Regions from separate parts of the Mus musculus genome. Here all the other regions are linked to region 4. A link is a contact called in public capture Hi-C and promoter capture Hi-C data. All regions are on one chromosome and are shown on one strand. The core of a region is the stretch at or near the end of the contact, and the rest is flanking DNA. Distances in the headings are between cores, read along the strand shown. Region 1 holds the start of Batf (basic leucine zipper transcription factor, ATF-like). Region 2 holds the start of Isca2 (iron-sulfur cluster assembly 2). Region 3 holds the start of Jdp2 (Jun dimerization protein 2). Region 4 holds the start of Pgf (placental growth factor). Region 5 holds the start of Fos (FBJ osteosarcoma oncogene).

Region 1 (2,700 bases), core at 51-2,550, 510 kb after region 4:
GCCCTCAGATTAATCGAGGTGAGCATTTGAGCCACACTGGGAATAGAGTAAGAGCTTTTATTTTAATATGTGTGCGTGTCTTGCCTGCACATATGTATGTGCCCCGTGTCCATTTCCTGGTACCCGAGGAGTCAGGAAGAGGACCCCTGGAACTGGAGTAACAGATGATTGGGCCACTGTCTGGATGTTAGGACTAGATCCCAAGTCCTCTGGACGAGCAGCCAGTGTTCCTAACTGCTGAGCATCTTTCCAGTCCCCAAACTTTAAAAAAAAATAGCCAAAACACTGGGATGAGAATGGGACTGTTCACTAAAGCGACAAGCGTGTTCGTGTCATGGGACACATGCCAAACACCGCCACTCCACAGCATGCTTTACAGAGTGGGGGACATTCCTATTCAAATTGTCATCCCTCATTGCAGTAGCCCTGAAAGGTAGTAGGTGGGGCAGGTTTTAGGTGTGTGTGTGTGGTGGGAGGCTGGGGGGGGGGGGAGTAGGGATAGGGAGTCACTGGATTCTCATCATATCGATCTGACTCCAAGTCCAGAGCCTCTGTCCCTCATTTTGACGTTCTCTCCTTGTTGGGTTATGACGTCACTGACTTCTGAAGACTCAAGGTCAACCTTGAACTCCTGAAGGAGCCCCTCCACAGAAGGTAGGTATCCTTTCTCTAGGGAGAATGAAAGTGTCTTGCTAAGAGGACAGGGGATAGATAATAAACTTCTTTAGCATCGATTCCAGAGACTCCCCGAGACTCTCAGCTAGCCCCAACGTCTTGCTTGGTCATCTGTAAAAGGCAGTGCCCTCCTTTCTTTTTGTCCCCAGCCCACCGAACTGTCCTATAGGTGAAGGAGGAAGGCCGGTCATAAAACAGGATGGGCAGTTGCTTTCGGGTGAAACCCAGAAAGGGTCCTCAGGCTTGTCGCTGACTGTATTTAGATTTAAAAATCAAGGCCTGTGACCTGGAGGCTCTTTCCTGCTGCTCTCTGCCATGTTGACAGCAGAGAACTTGCTAATTCTGGCCGGGGATTTTCCCTGTGTGGCTGTTTTTCTTCTTTATCTTCATCAATTGAAGAGCGCTCGCTCTGCCTTTCAAACTGCCTGCCGGAAGATACTGGGGGTTTGTGTATTTTTTTTTCTTTCACCTAATTCTGTGGTCTTTTCCCAGATGTGTATTTTCTCTCTACCTTCTTTCTAACTTGTTGACGTTTCCGCCCATGTGACTTCCAGCTTGAATTACCAGAAACCACAAGAGAGGGCCTGTGCGCAAGCCCCAAAGCAGCGAGATGTCCCTGTGGGGAGCAGTCCCTCTGCACCCGAGAGAGAGGAGGACGCAGGGGTCTGTCAGAGGTTGCTGTTGGGCAAGCAGGGGAGGTACCTGTGGAAGGTGGTGTGCTGGTGGCCCCCTAGCAGTCAAGAAGGGGAGCCAGCTAGTGAGAAGATCGCCCAGAGGCATCTGGGACGGTGTGGGAGAGCCCGGAAGATTAGAACCATGCCTCACAGCTCCGACAGCAGTGACTCCAGCTTCAGCCGCTCTCCTCCCCCTGGCAAACAGGTACCCCCTTCGTCCCCCTCCCCCACGCCCCGCATGCCTTGCCTTCTGATTTTCCTGGGGTGGTAGAAGAGGGGTAGGCTCCCTTGTCCTGCCCAGGGAGCTCTGTCTGGGGAAGGAAGTAGCTCGTGGCAGGAACTCTCTAGCAGACTCTGGACCGTGTGGTGTTTGCTATACAGAGGTCCAAGGGCTGAAGCTTCGCATCCCGCCACAAAAGCCTCTCTTTCCAAGAGGTACCCCTCGTCTCTGCCACTTAGGTTCCCACCGTGAAACTTTCTAGGAAGCTGGGGGCAGGGTGAATATCACAGAGCTTAGAAGTATGGTCAACCATAAGCAGAGGAATGTTCCAGTAGATCGCTGCTTCGGGCTCCACCCAAATCCTAGAGTTGTAGCTTTCCAGGAAAAAACCAAGCAAGTGGCAAGACAGAACCGAGGTCAGGGAAGAGAAATATAGCAAATCAAAGCAAGGTAGACAGGAGGAGAAGAGTGGCAAGATCTGCCTGCGGATTGCCTCGGTAACTCCAGCAGTCCGTGGGAAGGGAGGCTAAAGCTACAACCTGTATCTTTCCCCCCCACCCCCCATGTGGCTTCCAGATAGAAGAAAGAAGGCCATGGTCCAGGAGGCGTGTCAGAGACTTTCACTAGTAGCTAATATCATCCCTGAAAAACCAGGGATGGAGGGAAAGATTCTGAGACTCTTAGACTCTTGACTGATACCAAGCCGAAATGTCTCAGACTGAAAGATGCCTCCGATGGGATGCCTTTCTCACCTTGTGGTTTCTGGGTCTCTCTACCACGTTCCTGATGCCCCTTGTTCTAGACATTTCTCCTCCTCATCCAACATAGACCCACGGATTAAACTTTTTTACATCTCATCTTAAAAACTATATTCTTTCCTTAGCACACATATTGGGAGGGGCTCAGAGGTAGAGTGTTTGGCTCACACACATCCAGGGGGCTGCAAAACGCTACAAACAAAATAAACGTAAACTACCTGACCACCGGCTCCCACATCTGTCACAAGCCCTCACCAAAAGCCATACTGGTGAAGACCTCAAGAGGGAGATAGTCCCTCGCTCACGATGGTATCAGAGCAACTCAGACTGCCTGGAAGATGGTACCCCAGTCTCTTCTTAAGAAGGAAATTAC
Region 2 (2,700 bases), core at 12-2,511, 400 kb before region 4:
TTTCTACCCTCTATTATATTTTCCAATAAAGAGTCCAGGGGCAGCGTTGGGAGGGAGGCATCACATGATGTCACTAGAAATACGAATTTTATAGGAGACAAGGATCAAGAATCATGAAATTCATTAGAACAATGGAAACCCTACTTTGTAAATGAATGTTATGAGAAGGAGAACTAGCTTTTGTCTCGTTAGTGGGGGTGGGGTGGGGAGGGGAGGTGGATGGTACTTCTAAGACCAGAGCAGGATTGACAGGGATTTGGAAGGCCAAACTGGGCTACAGAGTGAGGCTGCCTCAGCCCGCTCCCAACCAAACTTCAAACGAACAAAGGGAGAAAGGCCAGTGACGATACAAGGCATAAATCAAAATAAGTCCCGTGCCTATTCCTTCAATCCGTGTTGGATGCAGACCTGCTGTCTATCCTATTGTTTTATTTTTTGCTTTTATTTGTTTACTTTTTTCAGACAGGGTTCAATAAATCCAGGCTAGTCTTAAATTCGCAATCCTCCTCCGTCCATTGAAATCTCAAAGCCCTTGAGCGCTGCAATATATGCCCGCTTGATGTTCACCCAAGAAACTTTAGTGAACTTCAGCACACGGTTCGCCTTGTGAGTGTTTTAGATTATCCCAAAACACGAAATGCAAGGAGAAACAAAGTTGTGCGGAGGGGTTAAGTTTCATCAAGACTAGTACCTTCGGTCCCAACCTAGTCAATTCCACGTTCCAGCAACCCGCCCAATCCACCCCCGGGGGTCTCCTCGAGTGGGCTCAGGGCTCACCGCAGTCCTTGAAGTGCAGGGGCTCCGCCTGGCTGGCAGCGACCAGCGCCAGCAGCAGGATCGTGGCGGCCAGAAAACGCATCGTGGATATGAAAGCTCTGCAATCTAGGAAGGAAAAGCAGCCCGAGCAGTCACAAGATAAACTTGTCCCGGACCGAGGGTGGAGCCAGATCAGGCCACTTGTGAGCAGTAACCAGCGAAGGCCCGCCCGCGCCCCGCCCTGGGCTCCGGGGCCGCCTGGCCTGCAGCTCGCCCTTTATCTCCGCCCATCTCTTCCGCTTCCAGGCAGGGCCTACGGAGAACTCGCTCTTTGCGTTCGCCCCGCTCTATTGGTACCGACCCACTTCGGCAAGTGGAAGCGTTCTCTGTCAATCAAAGCCCTCTTATCTCGCTATACCCAATAGGCACGCTTGGGGGCGGAGGCTCGATGCAGCCCCGCCCCCTTCTCCCCTCCTCCGGAAGCCCAGGCTAGGCGGGGATTTGGACCATGCTAGGGGCGGAGCTTGCGGAGTAAGATGGCGGCCTCCAGGGCCTTGTCCCTAACTGCCGAGGCGGTCAGGGCTGTCATTCCTAGGCGCTCGGGAAGGTATCGAGGGTGGAACGTCACTTAGGAAGGGTGTTGGGTTCTGCGTCTTCAGGATAGATGGGAGGCTAAATCTCACGCGGGGTGGGGTGTGGGGTGAAGGCTTGGCAGTTCAGAAGAAAGTGTCCCCAGATTTGGGTACGAGGTGTCCATAGAGGGTCATCTGGTGCCATTTCCCGGGTTCGTCTCCCTTCTTTACATCGCAGGCTCCTCGCCGTCTTTCCCAGGCTTTTGACCCGCTGGGAAACAACATCTTCCATTCCAGAGGCTGGCGAGGGACAGATCCGCCTCACAGACAGCTGCGTCCAGGTAGGAGGTCGGACGCGGGGCGGCGGTGCCCAGGAGGGCTCTAGAAGACTTCCTAGTCACCCGTCCCGTTATCTCCGCTTGCTTGGCATTCTTGATCCTCTTTCCTGAATTTCAGAGGCTTCTGGAAATCACCGAAGGGTCAGAATTCCTCAGGCTGCAAGTAGAGGGAGGTGGATGCTCCGGATTCCAATACAAATTTTCACTGGATACAGTTATTAACCCCGACGACAGGCAAGGAGGACGGATGGGTCGCTAGAGGCTGTATCAGAGGATAAAAGTGGCCCCAATTTATTCCAAACTTCCAAGCGTCTAAGTCTGCTTAACACTACCACCCTCTCCGTTCTGTGAGGATACAGCAAAGATTTGTCCTCTTGTTTAAAAATAAGGAAGAACATTGACTTAGCGTCCGTTAGGTAGTCAAGTTGAGAAAGGCTGAACTAGGGCTGGAGAGATGGCTCAGCGGTTAAGAGCACTGGCTGCTCTTTCACAGGACCTAAGTTCAGTTTCCAGCAACCACATAGTGGCTCACAACTATCTGTAGTGAGATTTGATGCCTTCTTCTGGTGTGTCTGGGGAGAGCAACGGTATACTCACATAAAATAAATGAATAAATAAGTGTTTAAAATATATATATACACCAAGGTTCCACCCTAAGAAAAAGGCTGGACTAGTTTCAGTCCGAGCCCTTAAATAATCCTTCTGTTTTTTTTTACGTTGAATCTTTCTGCTTCAGTCCGTTCCGTCCCAGCTAGAAGTCCTAAGCAGTGTTCCATGCATTGGAGAACAAGATGTACACCTCTGGGCTCAGGGTGTTGTGTGGGTGTTTGTGGTATTTGTCATTCATGCTTTCCTCTTGTCTTTTCAGGGTATTTGAACAGGGTGGGGCAAGAGTGGTGGTTGACTCTGATAGCTTGGCCTTCGTTAAGGGAGCCCAGGTGGACTTCAGCCAAGAACTGATCCGAAGCTCATTCCAAGTGTTGAATAACCCTCAAGCCCAGCAAGGCTGCTCCTGTGGGTCATCCTTCTCTGTC
Region 3 (2,700 bases), core at 14-2,513, 420 kb after region 4:
GAGACCTGCTTGTCCGGCTTGGCGCGTGGACTTCCTTCCCTCCCTGTTGGTCTTTCGATCTCAGCATTTGTACTCTATGAAGACTTGAACTTTTTCTTTCACTTCCTTTCTTCTATGGGTGATGACCTGCTGTCTCTCTGAGAAGGAGGCCGAAGGTCACTGAGTGTCAACATTGCCACTCCTTTCTGATTTAAGAGGAAAGAGGGCGGGGGTCTGCCCCCCCCCCCAAGGGTATGGAGACCTGTGTGTGTCTATGTGTGTGTGCAAATAGTTCTCAGATGCCACACGCATTTCTGCCTGAGACAATCCGCCTTTGAGGGACTGTCATATTTTATCTAGAGTGTTCTTTACTATCTACTTCTGTAGCAGGGTGGGAAGAGAGCACGGAAGCTGGCCCTGGAGTCCTTGAGGAAGAAGGCCTTTGGAGGTTTGGCAGAAGTCAGGTAGGCTCACTGCTGCGTCCTGTCAAAGGGAGGCAAAAGCCTGCTGGAGTTGGGCAAAGAGCCCTGGCTCAAACTGGGCCAGCCACTGACAACAACGGTGGCCTCAGGGTGCAGTTCCACTTCAGGAGCTCGTTCATTCACCGCATGGCTTCAGGACGTCAGGACGCTTTGGTGGACAGTGGGTAGGGATTAAGGCTTCCAAACGCCTTAAACCCCCGCCCATGCTCCTCCGCGGAAAAACAAAACAAGCTTGCGAGATCCTGCAGCGTCCGAAGACACCACTGCGCGGAACCCTCGCTCTGGATTTGGGGGAGAGCGCACCGGACGGAGGAGGATGGTTCGGCGTGGGCTGAGCTGGAAGGGGTTCTCTGCTCATCCGGCCGCCGCCTTCGCGTCGCTGCCTCCCGGGCTGTGTAGCATTTTGGGGGTGGCGGCCGCAAGGCCGAGCAGGGGATGCGCTTACATAACCGCTCGCCGTGTCCTGCTGCCTCGCGCTCTCGGGAGCCGCGGGCGGGGCGCGCCGCCGGACCGCAATGCTGCCGGGACCAGCGCGGCGGGGCCCGGGCCGGCCCCGCAGGCGGAGGAGCGCGAGCATCGGCGGGAGGAGGGCGCCGGCGGCGGGGGAGGTGAAGGTCAGTGGGTGTGAAGCGGGCGATCCACACCCCCTCCTCCCCGTCCCCTCCTTCTCTTCCTCTCCGTCCCCCTCTGACGTGTGGAGCTGGCAGCTCGGCCGGTTCCGCATTCCCGACCCCTCCCCGCCACTCAGGGCCCGCTATATAGCCGGGGCTGATGCAACCCGTCCCGCCGCCCGCCACAGCCTGCGGGAGGGACACTCGGCGGCCGCGACGGGGGGCGCTGGCGGCAGCGGACGCTGCAGCGGCGGCGGCGGGGCTGGCGCCGCGGCGGCTCCCGGGCCGGGACGGGCCTGGGCAGCGGGCGGCAGCAGCGCGGAGTGGGCACCGCGCCTGCAGCAGGGTTCTGGGCCCGGGGCCGCCGCCTCCGCCAGCGGCTTCTGCACGGTGGGTTCACGGAGGGGGGAGGCGGGGCTGCGGGCACCTGGGGTGGCCTCCCCCGGAGTAGCTACCGCTGGGGCTCCCGCCACCCCAGGGCCGGAATACTCTATCGGATGGCTGCAGCCGCTGCCCACCGGTGGTTCCCCGGCTGGGCAGGACAGTCCTGTCTGTGGCCGGGACAGCGGGGCGCTCCCTCCTTGCTTTCCTTCCCCAGTGCTCTTGCTGGGAGGCTGTGCACAGACGGAGGAGAGGGCGGGGTGAGCGGGAGAAAACTGTGCCGGGGACTGCGGGGGACTCAAGGGGGCATGCACGCCCCAGACCTGCTGACAGGTCGCGCCTCAGCCTCTTCCGTAGCTCTCTTTGCAAGACCTGGAGGGGAGGGTATTGAGAAAGGCATCTAACCAACAGGGCTTCCTTCGCTTAAGAGCATTGCTGCGGCGGGCTCTGGCTGGGTTAGGAGGGAACCACGGGGCAGTCCCCAGTTCCCTTGGGATCCCGTCAGGCACATCAGGTTATATAAGAAGGTAAGCAGGCTTCTTTAGGTAACCTGCCCAGTTTAGAAGGCACTCTTCCTCCCCTCTTATCCAAGAAGGCTAGGCTTCCTGGACCCTTGGAGCGGCAGAAACAGGCTTTGCCTGGGTATCTGGAGGAGCTGGCAGGCCTGGGATGCCTTGACTCATTTGCAGAAATGGATGGGCCATTTGGGGATAGAGGTGGAGAGGCGGGTGCAAGAGGGGAATCAATCGACTATTTGAGTCAGCTCCCCCTAGAAGATTGTCCAGCCCTTATGTGTTGGAGTGGCACCTTCCAGGGGACTGTGGCACAGGTCTGTGTATTGTTAAATCTTGGGCCACTCTACCCAGGATCTTAATTCAGGCAGCATGGGAAACAGGCTCTGTACCACAGCTGGGTACCTGCCTGTCCCAAAGGCTGTTAGCAACTGTCTTCCTCGTCCCTCGACCTCACCCCCAAGTCTCCCCCACCCTCCAGGGTTTAAAAATCACCCCCTCTTGCTTTCCCTGCTTTTCAGCAAATCTGGCTGGCTTCAGCTTGGATGGCGGGCTTATCTTCCCGTGCAGGTTTCTAGGGAAGAGTTTAACCGGGGATCAGGTGTGAGCAGGGTTCTTTACAGAAACCTGAGGTCCGGGGATAGAAACAACTATTCTCCTGCCTCTAAGGCGCCAGAGGTTTCACTTTGCCTAAAGTAGTAGGGAGGATGGATTTCTCAAAGACTCCTCTGTTTC
Region 4 (2,700 bases), core at 21-2,520:
GTGCCAGAGCCCAGGGGGAGGGTGATCAGCTGGTGGGAGCTCAGGGGCTGGAGAAGAGGCGGCGCCATGAGCTGGTGCTGCCTGCCAGTAACGTTACACCTCGAGCTAACACTGCAGCAAGCAGACGGATGGCCTGGCTGCTCGGCAAGGGGACTGGACAACCCACCCACTCCTGGGCTGGGGCTGAGGGCTCCCAGGGCAGTGGGCAGTGCAGCGGGCAGTGCAGCAGGAAGGGAATGCATTGGCTTTGTCAGGATTTTGCTGCCCAATCTGGCTCCCTGCCAGACTCACCCAGCTCCTGGGAAAAGGGCCCTGCTCACTTCCCCAGGCCCTGCACTCAGGACCTTCTGACACCCACCAGGAGGAAAGGGCACGGCAGGATCCCTTGTCATATCTGAAGCCCACCCAAGAGCCCTCTGCTCAATTGGAGCAATGGTGGGGGAAGGGCCTCACCTCCCCACCTCAAGCTTCTTTAGTCAGCTCCTTCCCCACTAGGCCAGGTCAGAGGTCCTGGGGGCGCCTGGTTGGTCATGGGGCCACAACCCTGACCACAGGGCCAGGGAGCTGACTGGGATTAGTGGACGGATGCTTTTTGCAAAGCCACTAGGGCTCCAGGGGCTAGACAGGAAACCTCCCTCATTCCCTGTGGCTTCCCTGCCCCCACTAAGACAGCCCCCAGGAATTGGGGACTGCCCAGCCAGAGGTCTCCTCCCTGAGGTCCAGCCCAGCCCCTGGGAAATATGTGGGCACCCTAGCAGAAGCTGCTCTCTAAAGTGAGTCTGTAATTAAAGACCATAGCCCCTGTTTCTACGGCTAGGATGAGAAGGTCAAGAGGAAGCCAGGCCAGGTCCTTACCTGGGAATGCACAGCCAACCCAGCTAGGACCTGTAAGAAGCAAGTGAACAGCTTCATGACCAGCATCTTCTCAGACATCCAGAGCCAAGGTCCTTCAAGGCACAATCACCATGCTCGTCCCCCTTGGGGGAGACGCTGATACCAGAGGAGAGGAGAGGAGAGGAGTGTCCCCCTCACTGCTGTCCTAGGCTAGGTCTCTGCAGTCTGCCTGAGCATCCACAGAAAGCCGGGGAAGTCCGGAGCTCACAGGTAGGGCTGTGGCTGAGGAAACTGGTGAGGAGTGTTCCGGCGAGTCGGAGCGATGTGAAAGGATCTTAGGGGTCCGATGACCCTAGCTCCTCTCGTGAGTGAGCAGAAGTCTGAAGATGCGGTTTCCTTCTCAGACTGCAGCTTCCCTACGAACTGAAGCTAGTCGGCCGCTGGTTTTCAAGACCGTGTATGGGGCGGGGCTGCAGCCTGCCCGCCCACTTCTATCTCGAGGCCCCAGGAGCAGCCCGGGAGCGCTGAGAGCCGGTTGGCGGTGAGACCTGAGTGCGCGTGACCCCGCAGGGCGCTGAAGGGGCGCTGCCGGCGCAGATCTCCTGGCCCCTCGGAGCTAGGCGTTCATTAGCTTGCCCCAGGGTCAGCCCGCAGCGACAGCCAAGGTTGCACCTGGCTCTTCTGGAGCCTCCAGGTGCGGACGTCCAACATCTGCCTTGGAGATGGCTGGGTACTTAAGTGACCTCTGCAGGGAGTGCAGTACTAAGAAGGCAGCATCTTGCTGTGGCCCTTCATGACCAGTGCCATCCCTACACAACCCCGGGAGGAGAGGTGACAGGATTACTAACCCCATTTTATAGACTAACAACCCGATCCTATGAGAGGGCACCACCTGCAGATGCTGAACAATGTTCATATTCACACTAGGAAAGTGTATGTGTGCCCGCGGGCATCTGCCTGCGTAGACAGGGATCTGGCAGAGACAAGACAAGCTACGTGCCTCCAGAACCGTCCCTCTATTCCATGTACTATCTGACCTGGTAGGCAGGCACAGGGCAGCCCAGCTGTGGGCTGTACACAGGAAACACCTCGGGGCACCTGGCTAGACCTAGGTCCACCACCACTTCCTCCTGTCAGGTCAGGCCAGCCTATTAGAGGTAGGGAATGGACTAACCTGGCATCACCTCCCGAGCCCAAGCAGAAGAGGAAGTGTTCTAGAGCAGCAGGACATGCTGAGGAGAGGTGGTGTCTGCATGGGCACTTGTGTATACCTATGAAGCTGTGTGTATATGTCACCCACTGAACGTGCCCAGTTACACTGTGTGTCGCAGATCTGGGTCTCTGGGTATCTCTTTGTACTTGTGTGCAGCCATGCATGTCTGTACTTTTGTGGTAACCTCCTGTGTTCCTGAGTTGTTCTTCATCACCTACCATTCTAACAAACCTCTGTGACCAGCTTGTGGGCTGGTTGCAAAAACCTGGCAGCATCCAGAGTCAGAAGTTGGTGGGTGGCTGTGGGGGAGGAGATGGGCCTGGGAGGTGGCTCTTGGATCACATTCCATTCAGAGGCAGGGAGGCTAGGGCAGTCCTGGCTCTCACCCCCAGTGACCTCTGTGTCTGTGGCCTGCTGCCCACCCACAAGGGGCTGCCAGAGATGCTGCCTCTCTGTCTGGTAGGCCCTGAGGCCTGCAGGTCCAGGAGCCAGGGGCCAGTCACTGGCCAGCTAAGCGGGGGTTGCAAAGAACATTCTGACGAGCTCCAACATGCTGGGGATTGTACAGTAGACAGATTGTCTCCCTGGCTCCAGAGCATGGTTGCGGGGTCATTGTGCATGTGGATGAAAGTGAGCTGACCCAAGGATGCTGT
Region 5 (2,700 bases), core at 99-2,598, 300 kb after region 4:
CAGAGGTGACCGGCCCAGTCAGTCTAACCCGGCTTGTCCTCTGCGGAAGGACAGGAGGCCGAGGGCAAGTAGGGGTGTGTTTGTTCTACACTGAAGCACCTGACCTCTTCAAAGTTCCATCTTCCAAGACTCAAAGCTGTTCTCAGGTCCCAGACGCCAAAATCTCGGCACAGCTGGGAACCTTTCTTCCCGTCCCCTCTGCGCCCCCACCCCCCTTCCCAAGTCCGATCTGGAAAATCACCCGCTGCAGGCGGGTTCCTTGTAAGCGCAGTTTCCAGGCTGCACGTATTCAGACCCCCATCTCCCCAGCACCGACTTGCTTTCTCCTCCCCCCCCCCCCCCGAGCTCACCTCACTTTGTAATTCTGAGCTCCCCCCCTGCCCCGACTCGCCCTCTGGTCTCAGCTCAAAACTAAACATACGACCCCTTCAGGCATACTTGTAGGGTGGTTTTGCACAATGTTTATCCGTCAGTGTCAACGGGGACTGTCGCCTTGATAGCTCTAAGTGGCTAAGGGTCGGGGAGTAGGTGCTGCCGTCCTTTAAAACACGAATTTATGAATGAACCCAGTACTGTAGTTAAATCAGGTTATTGTACACTTATTTACAATCCTTCACTTGCTGCTTCCAACCTCAGTCCTAAAGTTTCTCCAGGCAAGGAGCTGGAGAGAGGGGCTGAGAAGCTGACCCCCCCTTTTTCTTCTCTGCACTGATTTGGGATGGGGGGCTGATGTGGGCAAGCTTTCCTTTAGGAACAGAGGCTTCGAGCCTTTAAGGCTGCGTACTTGCTTCTCCTAATACCAGAGACTCAAAAAAAAAAAAAAAGTTCCAGATTGCTGGACAATGACCCGGGTCTCATCCCTTGACCCTGGGAACCGGGTCCACATTGAATCAGGTGCGAATGTTCGCTCGCCTTCTCTGCCTTTCCCGCCTCCCCTCCCCCGGCCGCGGCCCCGGTTCCCCCCCTGCGCTGCACCCTCAGAGTTGGCTGCAGCCGGCGAGCTGTTCCCGTCAATCCCTCCCTCCTTTACACAGGATGTCCATATTAGGACATCTGCGTCAGCAGGTTTCCACGGCCGGTCCCTGTTGTTCTGGGGGGGGGACCATCTCCGAAATCCTACACGCGGAAGGTCTAGGAGACCCCCTAAGATCCCAAATGTGAACACTCATAGGTGAAAGATGTATGCCAAGACGGGGGTTGAAAGCCTGGGGCGTAGAGTTGACGACAGAGCGCCCGCAGAGGGCCTTGGGGCGCGCTTCCCCCCCCTTCCAGTTCCGCCCAGTGACGTAGGAAGTCCATCCATTCACAGCGCTTCTATAAAGGCGCCAGCTGAGGCGCCTACTACTCCAACCGCGACTGCAGCGAGCAACTGAGAAGACTGGATAGAGCCGGCGGTTCCGCGAACGAGCAGTGACCGCGCTCCCACCCAGCTCTGCTCTGCAGCTCCCACCAGTGTCTACCCCTGGACCCCTTGCCGGGCTTTCCCCAAACTTCGACCATGATGTTCTCGGGTTTCAACGCCGACTACGAGGCGTCATCCTCCCGCTGCAGTAGCGCCTCCCCGGCCGGGGACAGCCTTTCCTACTACCATTCCCCAGCCGACTCCTTCTCCAGCATGGGCTCTCCTGTCAACACACAGGTGAGTTTGGCTTTGTGTAGCCGCCAGGTCCGCGCTGAGGGTCGCCGTGGAGGAGACACTGGGGTGTGACTCGCAGGGGCGGGGGGGTCTTCCTTTTTCGCTCTGGAGGGAGACTGGCGCGGTCAGAGCAGCCTTAGCCTGGGAACCCAGGACTTGTCTGAGCGCGTGCACACTTGTCATAGTAAGACTTAGTGACCCCTTCCCGCGCGGCAGGTTTATTCTGAGTGGCCTGCCTGCATTCTTCTCTCGGCCGACTTGTTTCTGAGATCAGCCGGGGCCAACAAGTCTCGAGCAAAGAGTCGCTAACTAGAGTTTGGGAGGCGGCAAACCGCGGCAATCCCCCCTCCCGGGGCAGCCTGGAGCAGGGAGGAGGGAGGAGGGAGGAGGGTGCTGCGGGCGGGTGTGTAAGGCAGTTTCATTGATAAAAAGCGAGTTCATTCTGGAGACTCCGGAGCAGCGCCTGCGTCAGCGCAGACGTCAGGGATATTTATAACAAACCCCCTTTCGAGCGAGTGATGCCGAAGGGATAACGGGAACGCAGCAGTAGGATGGAGGAGAAAGGCTGCGCTGCGGAATTCAAGGGAGGATATTGGGAGAGCTTTTATCTCCGATGAGGTGCATACAGGAAGACATAAGCAGTCTCTGACCGGAATGCTTCTCTCTCCCTGCTTCATGCGACACTAGGGCCACTTGCTCCACCTGTGTCTGGAACCTCCTCGCTCACCTCCGCTTTCCTCTTTTTGTTTTGTTTCAGGACTTTTGCGCAGATCTGTCCGTCTCTAGTGCCAACTTTATCCCCACGGTGACAGCCATCTCCACCAGCCCAGACCTGCAGTGGCTGGTGCAGCCCACTCTGGTCTCCTCCGTGGCCCCATCGCAGACCAGAGCGCCCCATCCTTACGGACTCCCCACCCAGTCTGCTGGGGCTTACGCCAGAGCGGGAATGGTGAAGACCGTGTCAGGAGGCAGAGCGCAGAGCATCGGCAGAAGGGGCAAAGTAGAGCAGGTGAGCAGCGATTCTGGACCTTTGTGGGCTGGGGGGGGGGGGGGGGGCGGAGACT

What was found. Promoter capture Hi-C pulls out the DNA fragments that hold promoters and counts their contacts. Capture Hi-C pulls out chosen DNA fragments and counts their contacts.
Region 1: a contact with region 4 is called in a promoter capture Hi-C map of liver, with 2.5 times the contacts expected there. The contact joins the promoter of Batf here to the promoter of Pgf in region 4. A contact is called at or near these places in 4 of 39 promoter capture datasets (3T3-L1-derived adipocytes, embryonic stem cells, liver and 1 more), 3 of 484 Hi-C or Micro-C datasets (the G1E-ER4 cell line, bone marrow-derived macrophages and embryonic stem cells), 3 of 115 datasets of contacts at active chromatin or transcription factors (bone marrow-derived macrophages, craniofacial prominence and large pre-B cells) and 1 of 9 other capture datasets (liver).
Region 2: a contact with region 4 is called in a promoter capture Hi-C map of stem cell-derived epiblast-like cells, with 2.6 times the contacts expected there. The contact joins the promoter of Isca2 here to the promoter of Pgf in region 4. A contact is called at or near these places in 2 of 39 promoter capture datasets (liver and stem cell-derived epiblast-like cells), 3 of 115 datasets of contacts at active chromatin or transcription factors (bone marrow-derived dendritic cells, extraembryonic endoderm stem cells and memory CD8 T cells) and 1 of 9 other capture datasets (embryonic stem cells).
Region 3: a contact with region 4 is called in a promoter capture Hi-C map of embryonic stem cells, with 2.0 times the contacts expected there. The contact joins the promoter of Jdp2 here to the promoter of Pgf in region 4. A contact is called at or near these places in 2 of 39 promoter capture datasets (cranial neural crest and embryonic stem cells) and 2 of 9 other capture datasets (adipose tissue and pancreatic islet).
Region 5: a contact with region 4 is called in a capture Hi-C map of embryonic stem cells, with 2.1 times the contacts expected there. The contact joins the promoter of Fos here to the promoter of Pgf in region 4. A contact is called at or near these places in 4 of 39 promoter capture datasets (cranial neural crest, embryonic stem cells and stem cell-derived epiblast-like cells), 3 of 484 Hi-C or Micro-C datasets (cortical neurons, cranial neural crest and pro-B cells), 9 of 115 datasets of contacts at active chromatin or transcription factors (SST interneurons, cardiomyocytes, embryonic stem cells and 6 more) and 1 of 9 other capture datasets (embryonic stem cells).

What each region holds. Positions count from the first base shown.
Region 1 is chr12:85,685,420-85,688,119 of GRCm38.p6, forward strand. It overlaps Batf (basic leucine zipper transcription factor, ATF-like), which reads left to right and starts at 1,301. Exons shown (of 3, transcript NM_016767.2): 1 at 1,301-1,554. The coding sequence starts at 1,492.
Region 2 is chr12:84,772,009-84,774,708 of GRCm38.p6, forward strand. Isca2 (iron-sulfur cluster assembly 2) reads left to right here and starts at 1,262. Exons shown (of 4, transcript NM_028863.1): 1 at 1,262-1,363; 2 at 1,567-1,669; 3 at 1,785-1,900; 4 at 2,535-2,700. The coding sequence starts at 1,293. Npc2 (NPC intracellular cholesterol transporter 2) reads right to left here and starts at 1,104. Exons shown (of 4, transcript NM_023409.4): 1 at 778-1,104. The coding sequence starts at 859.
Region 3 is chr12:85,598,153-85,600,852 of GRCm38.p6, forward strand. Jdp2 (Jun dimerization protein 2) reads left to right here and starts at 1,264. Exons shown (of 4, transcript NM_030887.2): 1 at 1,264-1,462.
Region 4 is chr12:85,176,043-85,178,742 of GRCm38.p6, forward strand. It overlaps Pgf (placental growth factor), which reads right to left and starts at 1,271. Exons shown (of 7, transcript NM_008827.3): 1 at 856-1,271. The coding sequence starts at 921.
Region 5 is chr12:85,472,542-85,475,241 of GRCm38.p6, forward strand. Fos (FBJ osteosarcoma oncogene) reads left to right here and starts at 1,349. Exons shown (of 4, transcript NM_010234.3): 1 at 1,349-1,639; 2 at 2,394-2,645. The coding sequence starts at 1,499.